Linked DNA regions of Mus musculus: regions 1 and 2 are each linked to region 3. The links are chromatin contacts, called in public HiChIP or PLAC-seq maps. All regions are on one chromosome and are shown on one strand. The core of a region is the stretch at or near the end of the contact, and the rest is flanking DNA. Distances in the headings are between cores, read along the strand shown.

Evidence for each region. HiChIP or PLAC-seq counts read pairs in DNA pulled down with a chosen protein or histone mark.
Region 1: a contact with region 3 is called in an H3K27ac HiChIP or PLAC-seq map of embryonic stem cells, with 4 times the contacts expected there. The contact joins the promoter of Tpi1 here to the promoter of Nop2 in region 3. A contact is called at or near these places in 7 of 39 promoter capture datasets (3T3-L1-derived adipocytes, the C10 cell line, embryonic stem cells and 3 more), 6 of 484 Hi-C or Micro-C datasets (CD4 T cells, CD8 T cells and embryonic stem cells), 22 of 115 datasets of contacts at active chromatin or transcription factors (the SCID.adh cell line, Th17 cells, bone marrow-derived macrophages and 12 more) and 4 of 9 other capture datasets (adipose tissue, embryonic stem cells, liver and 1 more).
Region 2: a contact with region 3 is called in an H3K4me3 HiChIP or PLAC-seq map of the SCID.adh cell line, with 4 times the contacts expected there. The contact joins the promoter of P3h3 here to the promoter of Nop2 in region 3. A contact is called at or near these places in 8 of 39 promoter capture datasets (the 3T3-L1 cell line, embryonic stem cells, hippocampal neurons and 3 more), 3 of 484 Hi-C or Micro-C datasets (B cells, the N1E-115 cell line and embryonic stem cells), 8 of 115 datasets of contacts at active chromatin or transcription factors (the SCID.adh cell line, embryonic stem cells, extraembryonic endoderm stem cells and 3 more) and 3 of 9 other capture datasets (adipose tissue, liver and pancreatic islet).

What each region holds. Positions count from the first base shown.
Region 1 is chr6:124,812,546-124,817,277 of GRCm38.p6, reverse strand. Tpi1 (triosephosphate isomerase 1) reads left to right here and starts at 3,120. Exons shown (of 7, transcript NM_009415.3): 1 at 3,120-3,270; 2 at 4,365-4,488; 3 at 4,573-4,657. The coding sequence starts at 3,156. Usp5 (ubiquitin specific peptidase 5 (isopeptidase T)) reads left to right here. Exons shown (of 20, transcript NM_001326594.1): 19 at 210-294; 20 at 1,619-2,259. The coding sequence ends at 1,712.
Region 2 is chr6:124,856,063-124,860,417 of GRCm38.p6, reverse strand. P3h3 (prolyl 3-hydroxylase 3) reads left to right here and starts at 2,701. Exons shown (of 15, transcript NM_013534.5): 1 at 2,701-3,222; 2 at 4,322-4,355. The coding sequence starts at 2,731. Gpr162 (G protein-coupled receptor 162) reads left to right here. Exons shown (of 5, transcript NM_013533.4): 3 at 206-395; 4 at 769-926; 5 at 1,198-1,974. The coding sequence ends at 1,749. It overlaps Gm32404 (a long non-coding RNA gene), which reads right to left and starts at 2,611. Exons shown (of 3, transcript XR_378023.2): 1 at 2,498-2,611; 2 at 1,182-2,411; 3 at 1-1,000.
Region 3 is chr6:125,130,451-125,134,842 of GRCm38.p6, reverse strand. Nop2 (NOP2 nucleolar protein) reads right to left here and starts at 2,960. Exons shown (of 16, transcript NM_138747.2): 1 at 2,840-2,960; 2 at 2,525-2,635; 3 at 1,279-1,324; 4 at 1,041-1,129; 5 at 112-296. The coding sequence starts at 2,630. Chd4 (chromodomain helicase DNA binding protein 4) reads right to left here. Exons shown (of 39, transcript NM_001346610.1): 39 at 4,252-4,392.

The DNA of each region.
Region 1 (4,732 bases), core at 1,871-4,370, 320 kb after region 3:
GCTGTGCAGCCCTCATTCTAGTGTTGTGCGTTTCTCACTCTGAGGGGCCAGAAGCTCCGTCTCCGATGGGTCTTGTGGGATTCGAGGAGCTGAGGTGCCCTTTGCCCATGTTCCCTGAAACGCTAGTTTTGATTTTGAGCTGTTAAATACTGTCCCACAGGAATCCCGTGTGGTTTTCTCCTCTGCTTTATCTTTCTCTTCTTCCCCAGAGTATCAGCTCTTTGCCTTCATTAGTCACATGGGCACATCTACTATGTGTGGTCACTATGTCTGCCATATCAAGAAGGAAGGCAGGTAAGGGGCTGGCAGTGTGCACGGTGAATGAAGAGGTGCTGGTGAGGAGGGGCAACCTGGAAGCCCCTACAGTATTTGTGGGAGATGTCAAATAAAAAAAAAATGCCTCCCCACAAGGATCGGCAGGCCACATCCCAGGGCTCCGTCTGCCTGCTTTTGTAAATGAAGGGTTACAGGCTCACAGTCATCTGCTTGTTTAGGGATTGCCTGTGGCAGCAGTAAAGTTAAACAATTGTGGCAAAGACTAATTTCTCCATGAAAATGGTGGTCAGTAGCTGTGTGTAGTGGCTTATGGCTTCAGTGTTAGTGTTGAGGTGGAGGCAGGGGAGCCAGCAGTTGAAGCTCATCTTTGGCTCCATGGCGAATGAGGTTTAAGCGATCCTGTGCTCTGTGAAACCCTGTCTCCAAAGGGGCTGGGGTGGGCTATAGAGATGCTTGTTAGCGAAGAACACTTTCCACTCTTTGCAGAAAACCTAGGTTCAGTTTCCAGCACCCAAATGAAGGCTAACAACCATCCACCACACCTTCCAGGGAATCTGGCACCTTCTGGCCCTCATAGGCACCTGCACTTATGTCTGAGACACACACACACACACACACACACACACACACACACACACGCACGCACTCTCTTACTTTAAAAACGAATCCTTTGTTAAAATGGATATTAGCCCGTGGTCTCTCCTGCTCCCCTAGCTTCACAGGAATGGGTGGAAGGAGAGTGTAAAACACAGTCCCCAGTGAGGAAAGTCCTGACAGCCTGAGGTGGAACCAGAAAACTTCCCTAAGATCTCTATTCACACCATGGTTCAAGTGGTTATTAGTACAAAATAATTACAATTTTGCAGAATACATGCTGGGCATAGTGGCACACAGTTTTAATCCCAGCACTTGGGAGGCAGTGCAGGGTTGGGGGGTGTGGATGTATGAGTTCGAGGTTAGCCGGTCTACAGAGTGAGTTCCAGGACTACTGAGAGAAACCCTGTCTCGAAAAACAAAAACAAATACAGTTGCCTGGATGTAGTCATACACACATTTAATACCAGCATTGGGGAGGCAGAAGTAGCTAGATTTCTGAGTTTGTGGCCAGCCTGGCTTATATAGGGTTCCAGGACAGCCAGGTTTGTTGGGACCCTGTCTCTAAATGAACAATCTGAGGTCATCAAATGGGAAAATAAGATTTCGAAGCTCCATTTAGATGCTAGCTGGATGGTAGATTTGGGGATGTGGCATAGAATCAGTCGGGATCCTTCCCAGAAGCCCCTCCAGGTTGATGTGGAGAGCCCACCGCTCACCCTTCTCTGTCCCTTTCCCCACTCCCCAGGTGGGTGATCTACAATGACCAGAAAGTGTGTGCCTCTGAAAAGCCACCCAAGGACCTGGGCTACATCTACTTCTACCAGAGAGTGGTCAGCTAAGAGCCTGCCCTCAGCCCTTCCACTTGAAGCAGGGGACAGACCATCTGGCATGAGGGACGGCTGAGGGATGGACTTCAGCCCCTGCTCTGTACCCTTTTTGTTTTTGTCCCCAGCAGTGGGAAGGAGCTGGAGGTCATAGGAGAATGGCCAAACAAAGAGGAGGGGTACTCATTAGACTCTGGGGACAGAGCAGGGATGGGACAGGAGGGGCCAACTGCCTGTCCACAGTGGGACCTTGTTGCTTCCTTCCCCTGCCCCTTGAATCCACAGTGCTCTGCTTCTCTGTGATGGCCCAACCCCTGATGTGGGGCGGGCTCTTACCTGTGTGTGTGTGTGGATGTGGCTTTATGCATCTTTCCAGGGGAGGGAGCGACTGCGCCTCCCCTCCCCTTAAGTGTTTGCTCCCTTGTGGTGGGGCAGAGGAGGCTCTGAGGGAAATAGGACCCTCCCCACACCCTTTGCCCTTCTGCCTCAGCCTCCGGTCTGTCTTTATGGTCCTCTGGAAAAATGCCAAAATACATGATGTGAATAAAAGTACGGGGGCTGACTGGTTTCAGTTCTTTGGGGGAGACTTACTAGTTCTGGGGAGGATTACTGGAAGGGGAAGGTTTAGAGAGGCCCAACTGGGGTCCTTTGCCGTCCCCCCCCCCCAGGCAATTTCCTTTTCTCTAGCTCTAGAAATGCTCAGAAAACTGAGGTGGGGGGATGGGAAATAAAGGGAAAATTCAGAAGCGAGGCTGCATCACCCCCCCCCCCCCAACTGACCATGCACTTGGTCTAGCCCCACTGTTGCTGGGCAAATGAAGGACCTAGGGCAGGGTGGGCAGTCCACACTGACTGATATCAGCTGACTCCTTTACACGGCTGCAGCCAGCCTGCCTCCCTCCCTGCCCCCCACACACTAGTGTCCCACTCTGCTCCATTTGGCCAAGGTCTGACAACTGCAAGGACCCCGTAATCACCAGCGACGTTGGTGACACACTTGGCCCCCTTCCTTGTGATTACTGGAAGGGCTCCTCAACCGTGACTTTGCTTTATGCTATGAGGGAATGGGGCGCTTTCGGAGTTGGAAAGGTGCCCTCAACCCCAGGGTCCAAGGCCCTGCTGCTGTCACCTCCACAGGAAATGCCCCTTGGTCTTCTGAAATCCCAAAAAGTTTGTTTCCCTGAGCGCGAGGTTCAACATCTCAACTGTCGAGCCACTGAGGCAGGACGTTTGAGCCCCCTGAACCCTCTAGAACATTGATTGCTCTAGAACGCCAGAACGTCGAAACACCGGGAGGTGGAGAGGCAGATGGAGGGGAAGGCGGAGCAGCAAGGGGCCGGGCTAACCATGGCGGAGGGCGGGGAGAAGGAGGAGTTCTGCTTCACAGCCATCTATATAAGTGGCCAGTGGAGAGAGCCGTGCGTTTGTACTGACCTTCAGAGACTTGAGCCTGGTACAATGGCGCCTACCAGGAAGTTCTTCGTTGGGGGCAACTGGAAGATGAACGGGAGGAAGAAGTGCCTGGGAGAACTCATCTGCACCCTGAACGCAGCCAACGTGCCGGCAGGCACCGGTGAGCTCTCTGTTTAGCAGGGGCGGCGGGACGTGGGGGTGGAGGGTCGGGCGTGGCACCACCTGCTCAGTGTCTGAGTGGACCTGGATGGTGGCCTGGGGACAAGAGCCATTTGGTGTCCCGGCAGCAGAGACTTGCTGAAGAGGAAAAGCATTTAAATGCTGCACTGGGTTTGTGGGGCCCGAAAGGGGTTCTTGGGGTTGGGGGCAGGGTGCAAAGAAGATCGCCCTTGGGAGTGGACCGGAGCTGCACCAGTTAGGGGTTAGGGTCGAGAAGAAGAACCAGTGTCGGGTTGGATAAGCAAGTGGCACGTGTCCCCCAGATTGTGAGGGAGGAAGCTGAGCTTGCGCGGGCTCTCAGCTACCTGCCCCCTCGGCCTCTGGCTCCGTGCGTCTCTGCACGTAGCCCGAAACTCCTCCCCGCGCCGTCGTATGCTTAGGCCTCTGAGCTGGGGGCTTCCACATCCCTATCCTTCACAGCATGGGCCACTCCTGCCTTCCACCTTAGGCCCCTAGCAGATGCCAAACATGCTGAGCCGTTGGGGAATTAAAAAAAAAAAAAATTCAGCTCTTCTCAGACTGGAAATAGGAAAACACAAGGTCTCTGTGGGCTAGTCAGTTCCCTGCTGCTCACGACACTACCCCTCCATCCTTCCCGCTTCTACCCACCTAAATCGGGGAACCTGGAGAATGGCCAAAGGGTATTCTCTCTGATCATCCATTTCCCGAAGAGCCCAATACAAACTCCCGCGGTGGACCTCTTATGCTAAAAAATCCTTCCCGGGATGGGTATGTGGGATGGGCTATTTTAGAAAGGGGTTACCCCTGGAGAATGCTGAGTCGAGGAGATGCCCATTCCCAGAATAGCCTGAGGAAATTAGAGCCACAGCTGTTAAAAGAGCAGAGGGCAGGGTAAGGGCCGTGGCCTATCAGAGGCATTGGGAAGGCTCTGGTATTGCTACAGGCCTAGCCTGGGCTCTGTAGTGGACAAAGGTCAACTTTCTGGACTGAAAAACGAAGGAAAGTAGAACCAAGAAAGTGAATGCAAGACCGGGAGCCTGAAGAGTGAGGGGCTTTCTCTGATCTCGTCCTCAGAGGTGGTTTGTGCACCGCCCACCGCTTACATCGACTTTGCCAGACAGAAGCTGGATCCCAAAATTGCTGTGGCCGCACAGAACTGCTACAAAGTGACCAATGGGGCCTTCACTGGGGAAATCAGGTGAGATGGAGGCAGAGAGGGATGTAGAGGGAAAACCTTCCTCGTGAGGGCTTCTTGCCGAACTTTGGTGTGTGTTTGTTTTAGCCCTGGCATGATCAAAGACTTAGGAGCCACCTGGGTCGTGCTGGGGCACTCAGAAAGAAGACATGTCTTTGGAGAATCAGATGAGGTCAGTAAACAGGAGGGGAGATAGGGGATGCTTTGATCCTGGGGGAGAGGGTATCTTACCTACCTAGCATTTGTT
Region 2 (4,355 bases), core at 1,452-3,951, 270 kb after region 3:
ACTCTCCTCCCACCCCCATCTCTCCCACTCCGCTCAAGCGCCCAACGTCAGGGATTTGTTTATAGCACTTCTCCCCTTTCATCATTCAACCCCTTCCAGAGGCTCACCCGCCTCCCTTCCTAATCCCTTGCTTTAAAGGTGGGTATCAGGCTTAGGTGGGGCCTGGACTCTCAAGCCTGACCAGCCATTGCCTATTCCCCGTCAGGTGGTGAGCTTCTTCTCCTTGAAGTCAGACTCAGCTCCGCCATGGATGGTGTTGGCAGTGCTGTGGTGCTCCATGGCACAGACACTGCTCCTGCCCTCCTTCATCTGGTCCTGTGAGCGCTACCGTGCAGATGTGCGCACAGTGTGGGAGCAGTGTGTGGCGATCATGTCCGAGGATGACGGTGATGACGGTCAGAGGAGGGACGGGGCCTTTTCTTTCCTGGATAGCTACCTCTATTTTCTGTCCTTTCTACTGCCCTTCTCCTTGAGGAGACGTGCTGCCCTGGGGTGCCCCCTGCTGGACTAAGCTGGAGCCAACTCCAGGCTCCGTCTAGCCTGATGACTTGTCCATCCAAGCCCTGTTTCCTTTGATGAGCCTTTCACTAGGCATCTGCTCCTCTCTGGAAGCCTACACCGGCCGGCCAGCTTGGTCCATGCCAAACAGGGATTGGGGCTTACAGACTGATGGGAGTCAAAGAGTCCTCCTGGACTTTATGAAGGGCATGGGGCTCTAGAGGGTAGGTCTTCTCTGCCTGTACCCACTGGGCTCCTTCTCGCTCCTAGATGGCACCTGTGACGACTACACAGATGGCCGAGTGTGCAAAATTCGCTTTGATGCTAACGGGGCCACAGGGTCAGGGAGTCGGGACCCCACCCAGGTGAAGCTGCTGCCTGGGCGGCACATGCTCTTCCCACCGCTGGAGAGAGTACACTACTTACAGGTATGGGACAGAAGGACTCACCTCCATTCTGGTCTCCTGCACCACTGCTCTTTGGCTTTGGACTGCAGGGTACCCTAGGGGGTCAGGTAAAGGAGAGACAAGAGGAAGAAAGTTTCCCTCAGATCTCTCAGAACCAGGTTTGCCTACTAGAGTAAACACGTTGGAGAAAAGGAAGAGTATGAAGCCATCTTGCAGAGTCCCCACCTTGGTTCCTGTCACCTTTACCTTTGTCTCTGCAGCATCTCCAGGTCTCACCTGCTCCTCTTCCCAGGTCCCTTTGTCCCGACGATTATCCCACGATGAGACCAACATCTTTTCTACTCCTCGGGCACCAGGCTCCTTCCTGCACAAGTGGTCCTCATCGGATGATATCCGGATCCTCCCAGCCCAGAGCCGAGCCCTCGGAGGCCCTCCAGAATACCTGGGACAGAGACACAGGCTGGAGGATGAGGAGGATGAGGAAGAGGCTGAAGGCGGGGGCTTGGCCAGCCTTCGACAGTTTCTAGAAAGTGGGGTTCTGGGGTCGGGTGGGGGACCCCCACGAGGTCCCGGTTTTTTCCGGGAGGAGATCACCACCTTCATCGATGAGACACCTCTGCCTTCTCCAACTGCGTCACCAGGACCCTCTCCTCGTAGGCCTAGACCACTGGGTTTTTCACCTCGACGGCTCTCCCTTGGGTCTCCGGATAGCCGAGCCGTTGGACTTCCTTTGGGGTTAAGTGCAGGAAGACGCTGTTCCCTGACCGGGAGCGAAGGGAGTTCAAGGGCTTGGGGAAGACCCTGGGGGCCAGGTAACCCCATCTTCCCCCAGTTGACCCTGTGAGGCCGCATAGGCCTGCTTCACTGGAGGGGGGGGGGAGGCACGAGCGAGTGAGTATGCCTCATCCTGGCCCTGAGTCTATGGCAGCTGCCTCCAGGGAGATGGGGGGGGGGGGGCCTACATCCGGGCTCTAGAGCCCCAGCTCTCTCCCATCCAAGTGACCAGATACCCAACGCACCCGTCTTCACCCCTAGCAAAATGTATTAAAAGGCTGAGTTGCCGTGGAAACCTTGATGTTCAGCGTTTGCGGGGAGGGGGGGCAAATGGTCAGTGGCTTGGGCGAGGGAAAGTGGCTAGAGGACAAACCGGATAAAGGGCAGGGGGAAGAGGTATAGAAAGAGACGGCCCAATACGACGCAGACAGACATAGGAGAAATGGGCGTAGGAGCGTAAGATCCTGGGGTGGAGCAAGGGACACTAGAGTGTGTTAGTTTGAATGGGAAGGATCTTTGCTTAAATTAGTAAAAAGTACTCAATTCCCATCTCCCCTAAATGCGTCTGGGCGCTCAGTTTCTGAGTAGAAAAGTTTTGGTGCCAGAATTGGTGTCCCAAACACGGAGTCACCCTCTTCCAGGCAGCGTTTCGAAAATCCATCTTCACATGGTGGGTTGGCAGGAGCGTGGGTAGATGAACGTGTGAGGGGCGTCCACAATCCTTTTCCAGGACTCAAGGATGGACGGAAACGAAGTTACCCCCACGTCACAGGCCAGGAGCCCTATTTCACCCTTCTTTCTCCATTTCCCTTTCTTACCCACACTAGACCCATGTGTCCCTCGGATTTCTCACTCCGTCTCACTTCGGTTTTCCCAGGGGCAGGCCTAAATCCAGCAGGTTTCTTTGGCATCACTCATTCCCTCTCTCTTCCTCTCCCTCCTCTTCTCCATCTCTCCTTCCTTCTCCTCCCCCTACCCCCCCTCCTTCCTCTCCCTCCCTCCCTCCCGTCTCCGCATTTCCCTTCGGCGGTGGGCCCGCGACTCTGGCACCATGCTCCGGCTCCTGCGGTTGTTGCTTTTGCTGCTGCTGCCTCCCCCGGGGTCCCCCGAGCCTCCCGAGCCCCCGGGCCTGGCTCAGTTGTCACCGGGGTCGCCTCCCCAGGCCCCCGACTTGCTCTACGCGGACGGGCTGCGAGCCTACTCGGCCGGGGCTTGGGCGCCCGCAGTGGCGCTGCTGCGAGAGGCGCTGCGGAGCCGGGCGGCGCTGGGCCGCGCGCGCCAGGAGTGCGGGGCGAGCTGCGCGGCCGAGCCGGGCGCCGCGCTCCCCTCCCAGCTCCTCGGAGCCCCACATCCTGTCTCCGGGCCCGGGGTCTGGGAACCGCTGCTCCTGCGCGCCACGCTCCGCCGCGCCGAGTGCCTGACCCAGTGCGCGGTGCGGAGGCTGGGCCCGGGGGGCGCGGCGCGGCTCCGCGTGGGGAGCGCGCTGCGGGATGCCTTCCGCCGGCGGGAGCCTTACAACTACCTGCAGAGGGCCTACTACCAGGTGCGGGGGCCGGCCAGGGTGCTACCCCAAGCCTACTGACTGTCTTACTGGGAGCTGACCAGGAGAGGGCGGGATGCTCGCCGCCCGGACTCGGGGGTGGAGCCTTGGAGGGCGGATAACGGAGTTCTACTCTTGTGTGGGTACCATTGAAACGTGGCCAGGACTTGCGATGGCCGCAGAGGGAGGGTCAAGAGAGAGCGTGGAGAACGTGTCAAATTGGAATGAAGAGGAGTGGGAGTAGACCGAATATGTTGGGAGGGCTCCGCAGTTTTATTTTAGCGGGTCTAGGCTAATGAATGCAACCTTTCAGATACGAAGAGCAGATGGAGAGGTGCCCCAAACCATACACACACACACACACACACACACACACACAGAGAGAGAGAGAGACAGACAGACAGACAGACAGAGACAGACAGAGAGAGACAGAGAGAGAGACAGACAGACAGACAGAGACAGAGAGAGAGAGACAGGCAGAGAGAGTGCATGTGTTCGTTCAGGAGTGGGCGTTTGAGTAGGAGCTTTCTCTTGGGGAAGAATCGAGCTTCGGAAAGGTTGAAGGAGCGGGGCTAGTTTGCAGAAGGAAGTACGGCTGAGGCTGGAATCTGGGTCTGTGGCAGTAGACAGTGTGCAGTTTCCAGAATGGTAGCTGATGCCTACGTGGCTGGAGGCGGGAGGGGCTCTAGTTTCACACACCTCAGCCCAGGGTCCTAGAGGCCTGCAGATTCTCGTCATTCAAGGTCTCCCCGCTCCCCCGCCCCTCCCCCATCTACTTGAGCCTCTCATTTCGTTGTCTCCAAAACAGAGATCCTGGGGCCTTCAGCCCGAGGCCCACCCACTCTGACGCTTCCATATCTCCTTTCTGTACCAGAGTCCTGGGGAGCCCAACATTCTGGCTCCCGAGGGATCTGGTGGTTTCCAGTTTTGATTGGCTAGGCTGCCATAAGGCTCTGGGGGAGGCTGGTGAAGGACAGAGGTCCAAAATCCCACCCCCACCCACCATACACACACACACACACACCACCACCACCACCCCATGCACGCACATGCACACGCACACCCCTCTGGACTCTCATATCTCATCTCTTTGGATCCTTAGTTGAAGAAGCTGGACCTGGCAGCTTCTGCAGCAC
Region 3 (4,392 bases), core at 1,711-4,210:
CAGGAGGCAGAGGCAAGAAGAGCTGATTTCAAGGACAGCCAGGGCTACACAGTAGGACAATACCTCAAATAAACAGAAAGATCTACTTGAGAATACCCAGAAGAGACTCACCTTTTCCTCCTCATCCTCCGAGTTAGAGGCAGCTCCATAGTCATCCACCATATCTTCATCACTGTCCTCAGAGCCCCAAAGGTCCCCCTGGGTCACCACATCGTCTTCCCCCGAGTCTTCCTCCTCGTCCCCATCACTGTTTTGAATTGGTGCTGGGCGCTTCTTACCTCGAGCCTGGACTGCTCCTGAGAAGAGTGAGGGTTTGCCAAACCCTGGATGGACGGCAACCACACCCTGCCTCACACCCCTGGAGCCTGTACTTTCTAGCCCTAAGCATGGTCTCTGAGGGCTGGAGAGATGGCTTTACTTAACAGTTAAAAGCACAGACCCCAGAACCCACATATGACAATTCACAAGTACCTATATCTCCAACTCTCAGTCGATTCAGCATCCCACTCACGAGCACACAACCACATTCGGACACACACAAGAAAGAGTAAAAATAGGGCCGGAGAGAAGACTCAATGGATAAGAGCAGGCGTTGCCCTGGCACTCGAATGGTGGGGATTCACAACCATTTGTAATTCCAGTTCCAGGGGATCCGATGCCTTCTTTTGACCTCCACAGAACCAGGCACCCACATGACACTCACTCATATATGCAGGCAATACACTCATATATATAAAATAAACTGAGTTGTGATTTTTCAAAAGTAAGGCAGAAACAGTTGGATCTCTGTGAGTTCATGGCCAGCCTAGTCTACAAAGTGAGTTAAAGGATACTCAAGGCTACACAGAGAAAATCTGTCTCTTACCACGGCCTGAGCTATCTCCAGCATCTTAAAGAAACAAACAAACAAAAAAAAAAATATATATATATGTACATATATATATATTTTGCTTTGCCGTTCCTTCCATTCTAGAAACAATTAGCCCTATCCAGGTCCCAGAGGATTCTTCACAGAGCAACCAACTCCTATAGTCACTAACCTTTGGATAACTCTCCAGGCAATGTTTTGATCCCAGGAGACTTATTTGGCTTAGGGACGTCAACAGACCCTGCCCTCCTCTTGGCTGCCCTGAAAGAATACAGAAAGTGAAGACAAGGGAACATACCTCCGGGTTCTGCCACCTCCCACCACAAGGAAACAAGACAATGCACAACCAGCCCTCTTCACCCATGGATCCAGCAGCTACAATCTCACTAAACCAGCGGATTCACACTCACCGCTTTCGGGCACGACTCGACAGCCTCTTGGAATTCTCATCGCCAGCTGTTAATTTAAAAAAGGGATAGATTAGGAATTTATAGGAAATACAAACTGGGGGCAGGCATGTAATTAGGAAGAGAGAGAATCACCACGTTAACGAAGAAAAGTGTGGCAGTGGTAGAGCGAGTTTGTTTGTTATGTACAAGTCCTCATATTCACCCACGGCAGCAGGAAAGACTAAGGCTATAAACTACAGTCCATGGGAGTCACTCCATACAAGTCATCCAGGAGTTACAGGAGATGTGAAAGACAGGCCAATAGTACAGCCTGTGCGGAGTATGGGGAAAGCCCAAGGCTCCATTCCCATCACTTCCAGAAAACTTAAAAAGACCAAAAGAAGCCAGGTGTGGTGGTGAACGCCTTTAATCCCAGCACTCGGGAGGCAGAGGCAGGCAGATTTCTGAGTTTGAGGCCAGCCTGGTCTACAGAGTGAGTTCCAGGACAGCCAGGGCTATACAGAGAAATCCTGTCTCGAAACCCCCACCCCCACCCCACCCCACCCCAAAAAAGACCAAAAGATGTAGAGGAGAGGAAGCAGCCATCAGACTGTTCAGCAAGGAAACTCAAACAGTGACATTCTGATAACAATGTAACCTCAAACCCCTTTTCTGCCCTTCCCTTATTCTCAGCTTATTCAGTTATCAACTAAATTAGAACTTAATTTTGCTATTTTTGGTTTTACAATCTACAAGAAATGTCCCTTTTCACTTACTGTGTGTTAAGACACCTCTAACCTAACAAATAACAAAGCCTCTCTCCCAGGACTCTAAAATTCGATGAAGTGAGACCATGTGTCCATACAGTTGAGGATCTCCTTCATGGGCCTGTGGCTTGCCAATATTTCAACAAACTGCATCTTCCATCATCCTTCACCACAGAGGGCTCAGATCCGTGCTTTCATTCCATCTCTTCCGGACAATTCGTGACCGGTCTGTTCCGTTTCCAACTCTTGCTTACCAAAACTAAGCTTAATAACATCTTTCCAAATTCTTCATGAGAACTCCCTTCCTGGAAACGGAAGATCGCACCGCTCCTCGCACGAGTACCATGCCCCAGTGGCAGCTTCCCACCCTTCTCTAACCCAAACTATTTATCTCCTAACAGCTCACATCTATGCAGCAGGTAAAGGCGAACACGCAAACGAGAAGTTATGGCACAAAATGGGGCAAAGGCTGGCCGGGATCAGGGAGCTACGACCCTCACCTGCAGGCAAAAATCTGACCAATTCGGTCTCCGCACCCTTCTGTTTTCGGGCCTTTCGGCCGGGTCCACGCTTCTCCTTCTTCGTAGGATCCAACTTGCGCCCCATGATAACTAAAGCAAAGACAAACGAGGCAAAGCGACGTTGTGGATGCTGAAATGGGAACGCAGGCCGTAGGCTTAAGGATATTACCAGGGATGGGTACCGCCCGGCCCAGGACCACTACTCAGGACCCCGATGGCCCCCTCCAGGATCTCCCACAGGACCTCGTCACCACGCCCCTCTCGGAACCTTGCTCCGCGATCCTGCAGACGCACCTGAAGGCTCGGCTCGCCTAGACCTGGTTCCGGCTGACCCGGCACCTCCAGTCAAGGCCCGCTCCACGTGCACTGGGGGGAAGAACTCAGAGGTCGCACACCGCGAAAGTGAATCGCGCAAGCGCAAAAAGGGTCGTCACAACGCCCCGCCTCTTCCGGCCGCGGCACCGGAACACACGTGATCCAGGGACACGCCCCTCACCCGCGGTTCAGAGAGGGAAACGCGCGGCGCTGCGGTCAGCGTTTCTCTGCCCTCGGTTCGGAAGGTGGCTTCCGCCCGCTACTCCCGAGGCCGCACGCTCCTTCCACCTAGCACCGCAACTTGGCCCTCCCGCTGGCACCCTAATTGCCTTAGCCCGCAAGATCGCGGGGTCCCACGCCCCTCGCCCTCCTGTTCCCAAAGTTTTGTATTAGAGCCGCTTTCCTTAGAGGTAACCCTCCCCTCCGGACCCTTTCACATAGGAACACGCACTCGGCCGGCCTTCCTTCCAAGCAGGGAGACCGCTTAGCGGATAAACGCGCTTGTCTCCGAGCCTGCAGAACTGAGTCTTTGAGTCCAGGACCCACCCATCTAGTGGCATCGGGCACAAACTCCTACAAGCTGCTCTTTGACCTCCACGTGCACAGTGATGCTATGTACAAATTATATAAGAGAGTGGTAGTTCTCTATAATCTCAGCCCTCTGCAAGAAGCAGGTGAATCTCTTTAACTTGAGGGCAGCCTGGAATTCCTGGACCCAGGATTACACAAAGAAACCCTGTCTCAAAGAAAACCAGTAATAAGGGGCTGGAGAGATGGCTCAGCAGTCAAGAGCACTGACTGCTCTTCTAAGGGTCCCGAGTTCAAATCCCAGCAACCACATGGTGGCTCACAACCATCTGCAATGAGATCTGATGCACTCTTCTGGTGTGTCTGAAGTGTACTCATATATAATAATAAATAAATCTTCAAACAAAAAAAAAGTGATAACAATAAACCAAGGAAAAAATTTTAGGGTACGGTAACATCCTTAATTCCCCCACTTGAGAGGCAGGGGCAGGCAGTAGTTACTTAGACCCTCAAAAAATTTATACTTAAGGTAACACATCCTTAATTCCCCCACTTGAGAGGCAGGGGCAGGCAGTTGTTACTTAGACCCTCAAAAAATTTATACTTCTATAATTACATATTCACGCATATGTATTCCATGGTAGAACACTTGCCCAATGTCTTCACAACTGTACCAGGCAAGTGGCTACTTCCTGCAGGAGTGCTCTGCGAACAGTTTGCTAAAGATCAGAGCCTATAAACAATGGTCCAGAAGCCTCTTGTTCGCCAGAATGTCACCCTGTCAGGAGCACAGGCAGTCTTCCAGGATAAGCCAGTTCCTGGGGTACCTGGAACCCACACTCACCCACACAGAACCAGATCACTAAAATACAAGGAAACTTTTATTTTCAGTTCTCATCAAGAAATTTGCTGTGGTTTTTTATGCTTTTGGTTCTTTTTCTTTTTTTTTTTTTTTCCAACTTTATTTAGCTGCTCAGTGGCTGGAGCCGCTGGGTTCCTGGTAT